2 separate regions of the Ovis aries genome follow, and region 2 is linked to region 1. Evidence: chromatin contacts called from public Hi-C data. All regions are on one chromosome and are shown on one strand. Each heading gives the region's core, a stretch centred on a gene start, on an enhancer-like site or on the middle of the called end of the contact. The rest is flanking DNA. Distances are from core to core; before and after follow the strand shown. Region 1 overlaps PAH (phenylalanine hydroxylase). Region 2 has its middle 120 kb from the start of C3H12orf42.

Region 1 (3,077 bases), core at 517-3,016:
CTGACTTCAAGTGACTTGCCTTTTCACTTCATTTGACACTTACTACAAGTGTTAGAGTACATCATGAGAAACGCTGGGCTGGAAGAAGCACAAGCTGGAATCAAGGTTGCTGGGAGAAATATCAATAACCTCAGATATGCAGATGACACCACCCTTATGGCAGAAAGTGAAGAGAAACTATAAAGTCTCTTGATGAAAATGAAAGAGGAGAGTGAAAAAGTTGGCTTAAAGCTCAACATTCAGAACACTAAGATCATGGCATCTGGTCCCATCACTTCATGGGAAATAAACGGGGAAACAGTGGAAACAGTGTCAAACTTTATTTTGGGGGGGCTCCAAAATCACTGCAGATAGTGATTGCAGCCATGAAATTAAAAGACGCTTATTCCTTGGAAGGAAAGTTATGACCAACCTAGACAGCATATTAAAAAGTAGAGATATTACTTTGCCAACAAAGGTCCGTCTAGTCAAGGCTATGGTTTTTGCAGTGGTCATGTATGGATGTGAGAGTTGGACTGTGAAAAAAGCTGGGCACGGAAGAATTGATGCTTTTGAACTGTGGTGTTGGAGAAGACTCTTGAGAGTCCTTTGGACTGCAAGGAGATCCAACCAGTCCATCCTAAAGGAGATCAGTCCTGGGTGTTCATTGAAGGGACTGATGCTGAAGCTGAAACTCCAATACTTTGGCCACCTCATGCGAAGAGGTGATATATTGGAAAAGACCCTGATGCTGGGAGGGATTGGGGGCAGGAGGAGAAGGGGACAACAGAGGATGAGATGGCTGGATGGCATCACCAACTCGATGCACATGAATTTGGGTACACTCCGGGAATTGGTGATGGACAGGGAGGCCTGGCATGCTGCAATTCATGGGGTCGCAAAGAGTGGGACATGACTGAGCGACTGAACTGAACTGAACACATGAACTGTCACACAGGAGAAGCTGGGAGTGATCATCTGGTTGGGGAAGAGGGCCTGCTTCTGTTTGCATCAACAAGTCAACTTTTTACCTAGGCTGTGTATTTATTTGCAGTAACCAAGAGGGTGACAAGGGGCAGGGGTTGGGGGGTAGAGTCCACACTAACAGTCCACGAGGGAAGAGGGCAGAGGGCTCTCCATTGTTTTCAAACTGTTTTTTGGACGTTCTTGTCTTTTGCTCTTCCTTTTTTGTCTGCCAAACTAGAAGGTTACTGAAGGCAGATAGTCTTATTTATCTCTGATTATGTTCAATAGTTATTTGACGAATCAGTGAGCATATCCACCTTGATCACTTTGGGATCAAAGCATTATTTTCTAACATCTGAGATGAGCAGAGCATCTCCTAGGGTGCCTGCATTTATTTAACAAATATATAAACAGTGTTCACTCAGTGCCTAGCACTGTTCTCGGCGTTTTACAAATACTAACTCATTTAATTTTATTTTTATTGCTCTGTGTTGAAGGTTCCATGACAATGAATAACCATGTATCAGAAATTACCTCTTCCCCTCCCTCCACCTCCTCCCCTCAAAGATTCTGCAAATGCTAGGGAAGAGGGTGGGGAGGGAGGAAATAATTTACTGTCCCACCGCAGGGGCTTACAGTTGCTCAAGCGGACCCTGGGCCCTGGCAGCCTCGGCTTTCTAGCTAACCTGGTGCGAGCAAACTTTTCACTTGGCCAGCTGAGCGGGCGTCCAGGGCTGCGCCCGAGGTGCCGACGGCTCGCAGCCACGGGCTGATTTATAGGCGGGAGCATTCCCAGACCGCGCCGCAAGGAGTCGGGCTGAGCTCGGACTTCGGGGAGGTGATGATGGACACCGGACACGTGGCCACACAATGGGGACACACGACTGACCTCAGTCACTTCGGCAAACTGCCTCTGCTTTCCGGAGACCGCAGGAGCGTTTCAGGAGCTCCAGCTCAAGGGCCCGGGGCGCCCGCGTTTCTCTCCCCAGCAGGTAGCGCCCCTCGCCCGCACTAGTGAACGCTGGGGCCCCCGGAGCTCTCAGAGGCCTCTGACCCTGAGTCTCAAAGTCCTTCCCTGAGGATGCGTGCCTGGGTGCTTTCCCTACTTGGCAAAGAAAGACACACGAACCGTCTCCGCTTGGGGGCTGAGTCTGGCCCGAACGCGCTGAGAGTGAACTTTCCTGGCAGGTCAGATAGAGACACTTAGGGATTTTGTCCTGTCACCAGGTGGCCGGGCCGGGTGAAAGACGAGGACGGGTCACAAGGGAGGTGTAGTGTGCGTGTTGCGTGTGTGGCAGGAGGTCAGGGGGGTGTGAGGAGAGGGAATCAGGGGAATATGGGTTTGGGGACGCCTGAATTTGAGAAGAGGCGATCAAGTTGGGCGGTTGGTGGGGGCGGGGGGGGGGGAATAACCGGGCTTTTTTTTTTCCTTTCCTGCGATATGCAAACTGTCACTTCGGGTTAGACTGAGCCCTTATCTGGCTCATTAGCATGAGCTGTGTCTAACGCGCTTAAACCCTCTAATTATTTATTATGCCGTCACGGAGCGGGTCGCCACCCCGGGGCGCACTTGCGGGGACGCAGGCGCAGCGCTCAGACTGGTTGCGCGCTGCCCGGGAGGACCCTTTTCGCGAGGGTCCCCGCGGGACGCTGCTCCAGGGGGCAGCTTTGCAGAGTTGTTGGGGGTGTATCAGAAGTGCCCTCTCCCCAGAACTTACCCTCAGGGAGGTAATTCAGCACTCAACTCTCGTCTGTACTCGCGCCACATCTCTATTGCTAACCGAAAGCAAGATTTTTGCAAAAATGGAAGGCAAACTAGGAGTAGGGGATTTGGGCGGAGTGGTGTGCCGGATGCATCCTTTAAAGCGACCTCGGGGAGGACCTAAAGGATGCAGGAGGCCTCCTTTCACCCCTTCCCCACTCCCCACCGAGTTCCAACAGAGTTCAGAAAGTTGGAGGGGGAGGGGGAGGACGCGCTGGGCTGACAGCCGGCCACTCCCGCCCAGGGTCCTATTCAGAAAACAGTTTCAAAATAAGTTAACCTCCGTCGGGTGTTTTTCCCCCTCCCTTTCTAATTGTCCCCCCTTCCCCCTCCCGCTCTGCATTCGCGTCTGTTTTCTGTTCCTCTGCGT
Region 2 (2,869 bases), core at 317-2,816, 210 kb after region 1:
TGGTTCACATATTGCTGAAGCCTGGCTTGGAGAATTTTGAGCATTACTTTACTAGCGTATGAGATGACTGCAATTGTGCGGTAGTTTGAGCATTCTTTGGCATTGCCTTTCTTTGGGATTGGAATGAAAAGGGACTTTTTCCTGTCCTGTGGCCACTGCTGAGTTTTCCATATTTGCTGGCATATTGAGTGCAGCACTTTCACAGCATCATCTTTCAGGATTTGGTCTAAAGACCTCCAAATTGGAGAATCTTATGACCCTCCAAGCATTGGGAAGCCTGAATTTGAGATGTATCCTTTTGAAATAATTCCAGGGGTTATTCACATGAGTGTGTTCCAAAGCAAGTTCTGCCAAATATTGGTTCTATGAGGTCTCATCAAGTAAAACCTTCCATAGTTAAATACATATTTAAAGGACTAGTACCATCTCTCTTGGAGATTCTGTATTCATGCTTAGTTGCTCAGCCATGTCCAACTGTTTGTGGCCCACCAACCTTCTCTGTCCATGACATTTTCTCATGTGCATCAATATATGAAAAGCTTGAAAAGATCATGAAGAAACTGACTTTGCTTCATCTCATTCAATGTTTCTACTATTTATTTTACTACAAACCTGTTGTTAATATTTTGGAACCAATGTTCTTAGGAAAGCACAGTAGAAATGGTGGGAGATGTAAAAAACAATAATAAATGATGCTACCAGCAGCAGTCACCATTATTTGTCCTAAATTCTCAGAAAAATATTTTAAACACTCTCTACATAGTCTTGTCCACAGTTAAGTTCTCCTTTTCCAAAATCACCCTCTGCTAAGTCACTTCAGTCGTGTCTGACTCTGGGTGACCCCATAGACGGCAGCCCACCAGGCTCCCCCGTCCCTGGGATTCACCTTACCTGGCTGCATAACTGAGGTCTTACAGACTCTGGGATTGTTACCTAGGTCCTGTCATAGAGATGACCTGTTTGTGAAAAACTTTCTGTGGTTATTAAAGACACATAGCTTGATTTTGATTTTTTTCATAAGAGAGTTATCTTCCTTAGAAAATAGATCATTCAACTCCATTCTATACCAATATGTTTTCTCCTCTCACTCCCTCTTTGTGTAGTAATCTACTCTAGAATCTGTTCCCACAGGTTTGAGGAAGGAAAAAAAAAAGCCCCCAGCCCCACCTTCCCCTTTGCCTTCCAATGCCCCCGAGCAGCTGGTAGGGTTTATTGCTCTTCCCCAACATTGGCTTCATTCTATACACAGAATAAGATTGATTATCCTCATTCAAAAACGTGAAGATCCAGCATGCGCCTTTGTCCTGTGTCCCCTGAGAGTGAACTGGCATCAGCAGCACGCCATAAAGAGGCAGCACTTTGGGGGCCGGGAGCTTGACAGCAACAGTATGGAGCAGGCGCACAGGGACCACGCCACCACCCCCTGTCCTTGTCAGCCTCTACCTTGAGCTGCTCCTTCACCAGAGAAAAGCATGGACAAAGGAGGCTGGTCCAGTTCTCCTGCGGAGACTGCTGGCAGTGCTGGCCAGGTGGAAGCTGTAGCCAGAGCTGAAATGGCCTTTCATCCAAAGGCACCGTCACTTACAATCCAGGGCTGCACTGATGTTGAGCAAGATGTGCTCTGTGTGTGCATATATTTACACACACATGTGCACACAATGCACACAGTGTCTGCCTGAGCGGCCCCCAAGGCAGGTTACACAAACCTGGCACACGACAAGGTTCTCACCAGGCCCTCATTTTTCATTTCACCAGTTGGGTTGAAATAAAAACTCAGAGCCCCCACAGTATTGAACCACCATTCCATAGCCAGCCAAGGTTTGGAACATAAAGAGAGCTGAACAAACCAGCGTGTAGGCAACCCCAGGGAAAGTAATTGTTCTTCTTAGCAGCCCGGCTGCTTCTCTGCTTAGCATCTGAACAAGTTAATTTGGAAACATGGCCTTCTGGAAAGAAATGGCACTCATCTCAGCATCCGATGGATTCATGGGGAGAAATGCCCTTTCGCCAGGTAGAAACAGTAAATTACATTTGAAATCCATTTCTATTGAAGGGGAAAAAAAAATGTTCACTTTCCCAGGAGCCACTCTTTTGGCCTGATGGCAAGATTTAGCCATGGCTGTCCAACTTCAGGGGTCACATTTTTGCTCACACCGGTGTCTGGCAACCAGGGGAAGAATTTTACTAATCAAACCAGGAGCAATTTAATTAAATACAAATTCACATAAAGACGTTTGCCCTTTGCTAATCTTGGGCTTCAAGGAACTAATCTCAGCAGCATCTAAATCAGATAAATCGGCTAAATTGACCCTGCTCTTTAGAAAGGGTGCTTCATCTAGATCCAATCAACAGCAGATTGAGGTGTGATGTGAGATGAGGGGAAGGAATCAGGCCGTCCACTGATTCTGGGATGGGAGTCGGACTTCAAGGAGCAAAAACACCTCTGTTTCATGTTAGCTTTGTTCCCCGCTGAACTCTGGGGCTGCTGAGATGTGGCGCCAGGACTGCCCTTTCTTCTGGGCAGAGGGAGGGATAGCAGTGGGCTCAGAGAGGAAGAGCTGGAGAAATATGATCTAGACATTGTGTATTTTTGTTCTGTCCACAGTTTTGCAAGCCTGCATTTGACATTCCATCCCCTATTAAGTAGGACCTGCTATGTTTCTGGCATTGAGCTAGATGTTTCCCAAATTATTTTTCATACTGTACACCTGAAAACTCAACTAAAAAGTAACATGGGATAGGTGTCCCTGGGAGTGAATCCTACCTCACAAGGATTAGCTGTGTGACTTGGGACAAGTCAGTTCAGCTCTCTGAACCCCAGTTCTCTCATCTGTAAGATCAAAAGAGTGATAGCGACAGTGAAAGACAA

The links. Hi-C and Micro-C count contacts between places; a contact is called where the count stands out from the background.
Region 2: a contact with region 1 is called in a Hi-C map of liver, with 7 times the contacts expected there. The contact joins two enhancer-like sites. A contact is called at or near these places in 2 of 16 Hi-C or Micro-C datasets (liver and mixed tissues).

What each region holds. Positions count from the first base shown.
Region 1 is chr3:172,297,520-172,300,596 of ARS-UI_Ramb_v3.0, forward strand. The region is part of intron 1 of PAH (phenylalanine hydroxylase); the gene reads right to left. Among named protein-coding and RNA genes, the nearest start is that of ASCL1, 7.6 kb to the right of the region's middle. Within about 2 kb of position 1,767, at least 2 of the 54 cell types and tissues checked have an H3K27ac peak or open chromatin away from gene starts, as enhancers often do. A contact at or near this core is called in liver, where this site is marked.
Region 2 is chr3:172,503,600-172,506,468 of ARS-UI_Ramb_v3.0, forward strand. No RefSeq gene overlaps it. Among named protein-coding and RNA genes, the nearest start is that of C3H12orf42, 120 kb to the right of the region's middle. Within about 2 kb of position 1,567, at least 1 of the 54 cell types and tissues checked has an H3K27ac peak or open chromatin away from gene starts, as enhancers often do. A contact at or near this core is called in liver, where this site is marked.